Regions from separate parts of the Callithrix jacchus genome. Here region 1 is linked to region 2. A link is a contact called in public Hi-C data. All regions are on one chromosome and are shown on one strand. Each heading gives the region's core, a stretch centred on a gene start, on an enhancer-like site or on the middle of the called end of the contact. The rest is flanking DNA. Distances are from core to core; before and after follow the strand shown.

The links. A called contact is a pair of places that touch in the nucleus more often than the background predicts.
Region 1: a contact with region 2 is called in a Hi-C map of skeletal muscle, with 4 times the contacts expected there. The contact joins the promoter of TET2 here to the promoter of PPA2 in region 2. A contact is called at or near these places in 3 of 3 Hi-C or Micro-C datasets (induced pluripotent stem cells and skeletal muscle).

The regions. Positions count from the first base shown.
Region 1 is chr3:92,284,370-92,289,165 of calJac240_pri, forward strand. It overlaps TET2 (tet methylcytosine dioxygenase 2), which reads right to left and starts at 1,982. Exons shown (of 13, transcript XM_078366750.1): 1 at 1,703-1,982. It also overlaps the pseudogene LOC108590839.
Region 2 is chr3:91,980,279-91,984,904 of calJac240_pri, forward strand. It overlaps PPA2 (inorganic pyrophosphatase 2), which reads left to right and starts at 2,556. Exons shown (of 12, transcript XR_013533006.1): 1 at 2,556-2,745.

The sequences.
Region 1 (4,796 bases), core at 732-3,231, 300 kb after region 2:
CAACAATACCCACAGTCTCACACCAAACCAAACCAATGTCTTTTCTCTGTGAATCCCAACGTCCCTTAAGATACAATCTTATTCCTAGGTTGGATCATTTGTTGATGAATATCTTTGAATTTGAGTTGGCCATTATAATCCCTGGTTGAAGGGGAAAAATCACAATGCGTGATTTGAGATCTTAAATTCATGAATGTATTCTATTCCCTAGACAGGTAAATATATAAATATTTCACTAAATTTTATGCACTAAATTTTACCACGGGAAAATAATCCTTTTCTCAATTCTTAAACATTAGATGAAAAAGGGAGAACTGAGTCAATGTAATTAAAAGTATATCATGAGGGTAATAACCAGCAAATAACACTTCTATTGCATTTTCGGCCTTTCCAGGAGTCTATCCAGGCCACTCTTTATTATGTCATAGGCAGAAAACTCTCCTCAGAAACCCTGTTAGCTTAATAAAACTAGACAAGCAGTCCCAGTGAAAAGATTCAGCAAGATGCGAGTGACGAGTGTGTGTGTGTACATGTGTGTATGAGAGAGGAGAGGGGGAGAGAGAGAGAGAGAGAGAGAGAGAGAGAGAGAAGACAGAGAGCTAGAGCGAGAGAGAGGGAAAGAGAGAGACAGACAGAGGCGCAAAGAGTAAAGAGGGGAGACAGAGAAAGGTGGAGAGATGAAAGACTAAAGAGAGAAGCCAAAAGAGAAATTGGATGGGGCTGTTACAAATCTGCTCTTCACTTCTTTGCTGGGATTGGGTTTCATTCTTTCGGCGCCCCTGACCTTGCAGTCTTGCAACTCTCAACGCTGCGCTCCCCACCCCCTCCCGCCCCCTCCCCGGGCCTGCGCCTGCCTTTGTGTCTGCCTGTCACTTACCAAGGAACCAAACCAAGCTGATTCGGGAGAAGCACAAAGCCGGGACACAGATTTGTCCACAAATTCTCTTACACACATTCCCCAGGCTAGAAGGCTCAGCCAGCGCAGACTGAGGTACCTTGAGAAAAGTGAGTTCTGGTCTTGTTGGGGAACCAGAGAAACTATTCTTTCCTCTTTCACTCAGCGCCGCTAACAAAACGCGCGGACTTAAGAAAAAAAACAAAACCCCACTCAGTGTACTCCAATTCCACTCCCTGTGACATTCACTTCGTACAGTCCCCAAAAGGGGGATAAGGAGGTAAGAACTGGCGGACACAAACCCAGATCCAGACTCAGACCCTAGAGCAGATAAAAGGGTCGAAAAACACTCTATCCGTGTTCTGTCTGAGGTTGTTCGGGATAAACGGGAGGCTCGTTTCACTTACACGAAAGAAACAGGGAAGAGGATTAAAGGGAAAAGTAGTGTCCCCCGAAGCTGAACTATTTTAGAAAGGAAAGCAAATTTAAACAATCACTTTTCTGAGGATTAAAAGGCTGAGAAACCGGCTCGTCAGAGGTACAAAGGTAAGTTTTCTGGGTAAGGAGGGGCGAACATTAGCAGGAGAGAAGAGAACACAGAACTACAGGTTTAAGAGGGGTGGGGGGAATTAAAACTATATTTGTCAGCCATGTTGAAGAGGCTCCAGTAATTTGTGAAGCTTCCCTCTTCCCTCTTGGTATTTGTGGGTGACATTACAGGGTTTGCTCCCCAGTCCCTGGAAGCCCGAGAGAAAGCGAAGGGGAGAGGAAAGGGAGAGTTTCGCGGCGTAAGAAAAGCGCTCTGACCTCGTTCTCGTCCCTCAGCCTTGCAGCAATCCAGCAGTTGCAGTCGGGTCTCCTTTCTAACAAATCCTAAAGGGCAGCCATCTTGCTTCCTTCTGCTTCTCTACGAAAGCAGCCTAGCCTCCGCATCAATATTCATAAGGCAGTTTGACGTCTGTTCTCATCACTCGGCGGGGTCGGCGTCTCGGGGCGGCCGCGCCGAGGGGGCGGACGTGACTCGCATGCGAGCGGGGCCTGGGCGCGCGGCGCTCGCGGAGGAGGCGGCGGCGGCCGCCCGAGGTCTGGCCGCTGCCGCTGCCGCCGGCTCTCCTCCTCCGCCCGGGCCTCCTCCCGCTCCGCCCCGGCCTCCTCCCGCTCCGCCCCGGCCTGCACCGCCGCCCTCGGGCCCTCAGCCCGGGCTCCCGGGCAATTAACCCCCTGCACCGGGCGTCCAGCACTAAGGCCCGCGGCACCTGGGGCCGGACAGCGGGGCGCGCAGTGGAGACCTGGGCTGCCCTCGCGCTGTGCAGTGGCGCGGGGGGAGTGGCGCGCCCGGATGAGCGCGGGGCGGTAGCCGGGACTGGCGAGAGCGGGGAAGGGTGCAGCCCTCGGGGACCCCGGGGACCTCTGCGGGTCCCCAACTCCGGGAGAAGACGCGAGGCAGGAGCGAAGGTGGGGGCGGGGTGGGGGGTTGGGATGGCATGGGTGCCTGGACAAGGACTTGAGAACCAAGATTTCCCTTTGAAACTTTTTGTGGGTCCGCGCTCCACCACCCCTTCGAGGTCTCGCGCACACCTCCCTGCGCACACCCACCTCCTCGCGGGTGTACCCGCACACGCCTTTGCATTGGCCGTCGCCTCCACCCACGCTACCTCTCCCCGCACCTCACCCCCGCTAGCGCCCACCTTCTCAGAGGCCTGAGTCTCTATCCTTTAGATCCCCTTGCCTGCGCTTTCCTGTCCTCCCTCTTCTGTCGCTTTAATCTCACTCAGCAGAAGCACGCCGGTGTTTCACTGAGGGCAAGCCCTTAGTGCTTTAGGGGCCTGTATTTTTAAAGACCCGACAAATTGGGAAATTGACCGAGTCCTGTTTCTCCCCGCCCCGGCCCACCTTCTGTTTACTTTGGCCACGTGGGCTGAGTAGAGGAGGGCGTCTCACAGAGTCGAGATGGGTTTCTCACCAGTGACCCTCTACTTCTCGCTAGTAGGCAATAAACCTGTACTTTCAAACGCTCATGTTACCTCCCGTAAGAGCCTCTACTTTGCAGAAGTTTCCACCAGTACAATTAAGTAATGAGTAATGAAGAAACCGACCGATACAGAGCTAATTCCGAATGACTGGTGCTTGATTTTTCCCTGACATTCGGAACCCTGTAACTAAGCTCTTCCTTTGACCGGAGTTTTTCTCTATTGCCGAGTAGTGTTACTTCCCATTCTAACGCTCCTCTTTCTTGTCATTAACTTTTTGTTTGAAGATGAGATGAAGAACAAAGCCCATATGAATCATAGTACGAATCATATCACCTCAGATAGTAGTTTTTGAAATAGTCCCTTCATCTTTAACATGTCACATTATTGACGTTCACATTTTAAGTAGGTATTTTGGTCACATCTTTTATGGGATAACCGCATGGTGATCGTAACCCTTAAGTCAATACTAGTTACATTGTGTAACCACACCTTTTTTTGGACTAATTTCTTCAGAAGTGAAGCCCTAATTTTATGAAATCGGAATATTTCCTCTTTGAAGAGTGTAAAAAAGGGAACTCCTTGCAAGTGCAACATTGTTGCTAAGAAGTTTAGTGTGTCCAATGAAACATTGTTTATTCCATTTTGAAACAAAGTTCACTCAGATTTCAGATTTTGCACAGGCTAACAAAAATGGTACATTTTCTCCTAAACATTTTAGGTGGGAATGACATTCCGTGTGTTCTAGCTGTGCATTAAAGTGTCACTTAAGTCTTGGCAATTGTTAATGCATTTTAAAATCTAAGCTGTTTGAAAAGTTCTTTGTGATTATAATTTCTTTTCTTTCTTTCTTTTCTTTTTTTGTTTTTGCTCTGTCGCCCACGTGGGAGTGCAGTCTCGGGATCTCAGCTCACTGCAACCTCCGCCTCCCGGGTTCAAGCGATTCTTCTGTCTCAGTCTCCTGCGTAGCTGGGACTACAGGCACGCCCCACCACCCCCGGCCCACCACACCCGGCTAATTTTGCATTTGTAGTAGAGACGGGGTTTCACCATATTGGCCAGGCTGGTCTCGAACTCCTGACCTCGTGATCCGCCCGCCTCGTCCTCCCAAAGTGCTGGGATTACAGGCGTGAGTCACCGCGCCCGGCTTGTGATTTATTTTTCCAGTTCAGGAAATAGAGTTCTCTCAAGACCGCGACATACGTTTATATAGTGGACAGTATTGCCGATTTGTTGAAACATGGGCTTTGGAGTTGGACAGAGCTGAGTGAGTCTTGACTCCGGCTTTTCCACTGTGACGGGTGCATTTTACTTAACTCTCTCAGTATCGGTTTCTTTTAATATGTTGAACAACCTGTAAGACAGAAGGGTGTGGTGAGTTCTTAAGAGCACTAGGTAAGTGCCCAGGTAGTTACTACTACTACTACTACAATAACAAACTACTTTTAGAAGTTGTTTTTTTTTCTTCTGACTGTAGAAATATATAGTTACATATCTACTTACACTTAATATATGGAAAATATTATATTAACATGTGTTTAATATACAAGTATCCGTATGTTCCTTTAGTTATAACTGGGAAATGATCTTGCAGGTCACCTCCTTCTCATTTCTTCTTTGAAAACTGCTCTCTGTTGTAACAGGTGGTTCTTGCCTATATGGAGTCCTATGTAGCTTGCAGTTGGTTTTGCAACAGGCCTTGAACATTTTCTTGCCAACTTCTTTCTCTGTATCTACACTCTACCCTCAACCATCATGATGTTTTTTAACTTAAAAGAAAATACATTACTCCTCTTGGCTATTGTGAGTTTTCAACAGCAAAAGGAAGTAAAATTCTGAAAACCTTCAAGTATAAAACACTTTAGGTTTTTTTTTTTATTAATTTAAAAAACTTCTTCCTTAGCTGCTATTTCTGGGAAAGAAAGGATATG
Region 2 (4,626 bases), core at 1,306-3,805:
TTTTGAGACAGTGTGGCTCTGTTGGTCAAGCTGGAGTGCAATGGCACGATTTTTTGTTTCACTGAGACCTCTGTATCCCAGGCTTAAACCATCCTCTCATCTTAGCCTCGCAAGTAGCTGGAACTACAGGCATGTGCCGCCCCACTCAGCTGACTTTGTATTTTTTGTAGAGATGGGATTTTGTCAGGTTGCCCAGGCTGCTGGTCTCGAACTCCTGTGCTCAAGCCATTCTCCCACCTTGGTCTCCCAAGTGTTGGGATTACAGGCATGAGCCACCATGCTCAGCCTAGATAACTCATTTTAAGACCCAAAGATCATTAGAAATTAGCCCACAACCTTGCCTCCATAGGAATTAGACTTATTTAAATATCTGATCTGCAAAAGTTAATAGAAAAATTAAGCTTATTTTCCAATATAAACAATAAAATTACACAACTCTGTGACATATGCACAAAAGAGATTTTCTCTCCCTTTTTATGGAGCTTTTGCCTTATAGTTATGCCTATTCAAGTTGACACATTTCAAAGCTACCACTGTTGAGAAAACATTTTAGGATCTATAATCTAAATAGAAAGCCTCTAAGTAGCCAGTCACAACATCTCCTAGAGATCCTTTCTGGAACCTGGGTAGACTAGTCTCCCAATTTTAATGATCACAATGCTGAAAGAACCTGGGTGTCCAGTAGGAAAGTGGTCTAGTTGATGACAGTCTCAAAGAAGACAGACTAGAAAGAAAAAAAATGACATTTGTGGCAGACTACTGGTTGTCCTACAATATCCATTCTCTCCTTCTTCCTCAGTAGTATGGCTCCCAATTGTTATATAGGGCTATCACTACTCAGAATAAGGTTTGCTAGTTTATAGTTTGTGGTAGCCGTTAGACTAAGTGCTGTCCAATGGGATGCAAGTAGAAGTGATACAAGTGATTTGTGAGCAATGTTCTCAAGGGAAGGGGTACAACCTTCTTCTCTTCGGTCTGTCTGGCAGGTGGAATGAGGATGTAATGTTGGAGCTATGGTAGCTATCTTAAATTACGAAGGTGACCTTAGCAATAGAGGTCAAGCACATAAGAGCAATAAGACAGATTCACTTGATTCCCTCCTACAAGATTTCTCCACTACAGAGCCATCTTGGTATCAGCTTTCAGATCTTTGCAAGTAAATGCTGGTTTTAAATATCTTGTCTAATTTCTTGTTAACCATATTGTGTTGTTTGTAGCCATAGAACAGAGAAGTTAACTAGTGTAGTATCAAATTTGCAATTCTAACTTAATTACTTAATTAGTTAACATAATCTATGTAAAGGATGTAAGTCTTCCCTTAAAGGGCCTGGATTTTAAGTTAGAATTATATTTTTATAAATTTATGTATTGTGCTTATTAAAATCTCATAATCTAATTTTTACTGTAGTATTTCAAATCAGGAGATAATTTTTTAATGCCTTCTTTTAATTAAAATAATTTCACTTTGTTTTTTCAAATCCATAAGCACACATTTCTTTGCCTCTTTCTATAAAATTGCTACTCTTCTAGCTCTCACTTTTATGTATTGAGTAACTGATACATTTAATTTTTAAAAAGTTTTAGTTTGTAATTTATAAAATCTTATTTACTTCTATCTTCTGGATTCTTTCACTCCTATTTACTGTGATAATTGACTTTTATCAATTTTATTTGACAACAAGGAGGTCATCTGATGACCTTGGGAAGGTGGAGGAAACCTTCTGGATTGACATGAGGGAAGAATATGAAGAAATGGAGACAGTGACTGTGGACAATTCTTTTAACAATTTTTTCTGGAAGGCTCCATAACCAGAAATTTCTAAGGTGATGAGAAAGACTTAGCAGAGAGGGAATTTCAGAAGCCATAAAGAAACCGTAATTATATGCCAAGCATGGTGCAACATCCTGCGGGGATACTACGTTTCAAGTCTTCAGTGCATGGTCAACTACCATCTAGCTGGCAGGTCAAGGTGAAATAGGGAACATAAGTTCACAGTTATACAGGTATGGTATCAAATACCACTGGAGAAATGAAAATGTAAGAGAAAGGATAAATCACCTCTACTGGGTTAGAAAACGGCCTCATGAAGAAGATGGCATTTGAATACGCTACTTAGGGTTTTTTGCTGTATAAGTCGGTGTCAAGGTCACGTTTTCACGTGGTGGCCTGATCATTTTGTCTTATAGTGATGTCTGTGTGCGTATGCGCTCATCTCCGATGTTGGACAGGGTCTAGAGCAGTTCCCGGTACAGAGTAATCACTCAGTATTACATTACTCTAATAAATCATGATAGTAAATCTTGAAGGGATAAATGAAGTCATGAATAAATGTATGAATTAACGAGTGGCAGTGAGCGTCTCAGGAGTGGTGGGCCCTTCTTTGAGCCGCAGCCTCGCTGAAGGTACAGTGCGCACAACTGGCTGGTGGCCCAGATTCCACTAAGGACCGGGATTGCAGCCCAAGCTCCGGGGTAGGAGGGACGACTCCAAGCGGTAGGGGGCGCCGGCGCGGACGGGCAGGGCCCTCAAGAACCTCCGCGCGCAGAGCCGGACCGCCATCTACGCCATGAGCGCGCTGCTGCTGCTGGTGCTGCGCGCGGGCCGCGGTTGGCGCGCGGGTGTCCCCGCCGCGGCCTGCCTGCAGTTGGCGACTAGCGCCGGGACCCAGCCGCGCCGTGCTATGGCCCAGTACCACACCGAGGAGCGCGGAGAGCCCTGCTCGCATAATTACCGCCTCTTCTTCAGTAAGTAGTTCGCGCAGCTTCGCCGCGCCGCGCGCCGGAGAAACCTGGGTGGGGGATGGAGTGGGGGACACTTGCAGCGCCCTGCGCGGTTTCCCCTCTCTCTCTTTGGGGTCCTCGGCGGTCACCCCGCGCTCCAGCCCCGCGAGATCATGCGCCGAGTCAGGAGAACGGCCAGAGAGTAGGCGGCGGATCCAGACGCCAAAGCGGAACGCCGGGGCGCAGGGCAGCCGGCGGCCGGCGGCCGGGGGAGGGAGACAGCACCCTGCACCCTGCTAGCCGCCCACCCAGAGAGGTGGGCAGAGTGCGAGCGTTCACCCCGCGGCGGCCAGCAACGGTTAGCAGGGCCCGGCGGCGGTTCTCAGTTCCCACAACTTAGTGAGGAAAGGAGGGCAGAGTCCGCCCACCGGCTGGCCTTTCTGGTGGCGTAATAAAGCCGTGAGAAAGCTCCTCCTTCCGGGAGCTTCCTGCTGTCGGAGAAGCAAGCGGAACTTTGCAGTGTCTAATCCAGCGTTTTGGAAAGATCTGATAAAGGTTATTTCCCAGAAGCATGACTTGATACGCACAGGTTTACACCCTGAGTGTGATCACGATCAAAAGCCTTGCTGGCTCCAGGGCAGCCCCTTCTTCTCCACAAGTTGGGCAAGCCTAGAGTGCTAAGCGACTTGCCGGGTCCCTGAGCTGCCCAGTTCAGGGAAAAGACCCAGGTCTTCGTGACTCATTGTTCGGTGTACTCCAGTGTTTCACTATGTACGTTAACTGTACCTGGAAATAGCGATCTTGGTCGCTTGCCTTCACGCCCCACTGACTGCAGAGCCATGGAGTGGTAGTATCTAAGTGGGCCTTGCATTATCGCTCCCCTGTTGGGAGCACTGGCTCTGGAGGCTTTCACTTCTAAGCTGGCCCTCGAGTTCTTCATCTGACCCCGAACGACTTTAAGTTTCTAAGCCTTGTTTTTTCTCATCTGTAAAATAGGGATGCAAGAATTACATGACGTTGTATATATAAAGTAATTAGTCACAGGGCCTAAAATAGAAATCACTATTAGTGATACCTCTACGCATTATAGACATTTGTACTGTAAGAAAGATTTGCAGTTATCCTACAAGAGGCTAGGGTCGAGGATTATTTTCTGGGAGCGAAGACGACCTTGCCTAAAGTCTTCTGATTATAATGCAACTAGTACTAGAATTTTTATCTTTTTTAAAATTGGTTTCAGTTTTCACCCTATGCCACATATTTTCTTCTATCTTCATTTGGTTAAGATTAATCAGGTGAACAGGAAGTATCAAATTTCTCAGTGGATTGTGTTCCAAAAGGTTACCATGTGATGATTAATGGGAATAGTCATAGAAACAGTGTTACAAAATGGCAGTTCCCTTTTGTTGTTGTTGTTGTTGTTGAGACAGAGTCGCACTTGTTGCCCAGGCTGGAGTGCAGTGGCGTGATTTCGGCTTACTGCAACCCCCACCTCCGGCGTTCACGCAATTTGCCGGTCTCAGCCTTTCGAGTAGCTGGGATTACAAGCACATGCCACCACACCTAGCTAATTTTTATATTTTTAGTAGAGACGAGGTTTCATCATATTGGTCAGGCTAGGCTTGAACTCCTGACCTCAAGTGATCCGCCTGCTTCGGCCTCCCAAAGTGCTTTTTAAGTAGATTTTAAAAAGCGTGTCTACTGCAAGTATTCTAGATTTGCAAGAAGTACAGCAATTAATGATAGATACCCAAATAATCAATAAATATTTATGAAATGTTCTAGAGACTGTATAGAGGAGATTTAGTTTTGGGAACTGCCCTCAGGAGATTCACAATATTACTATTAATTAACACACTGGTTGAGGAAAAACAGGCTTCAGAAGCCTGGAGCACACCGAGTACT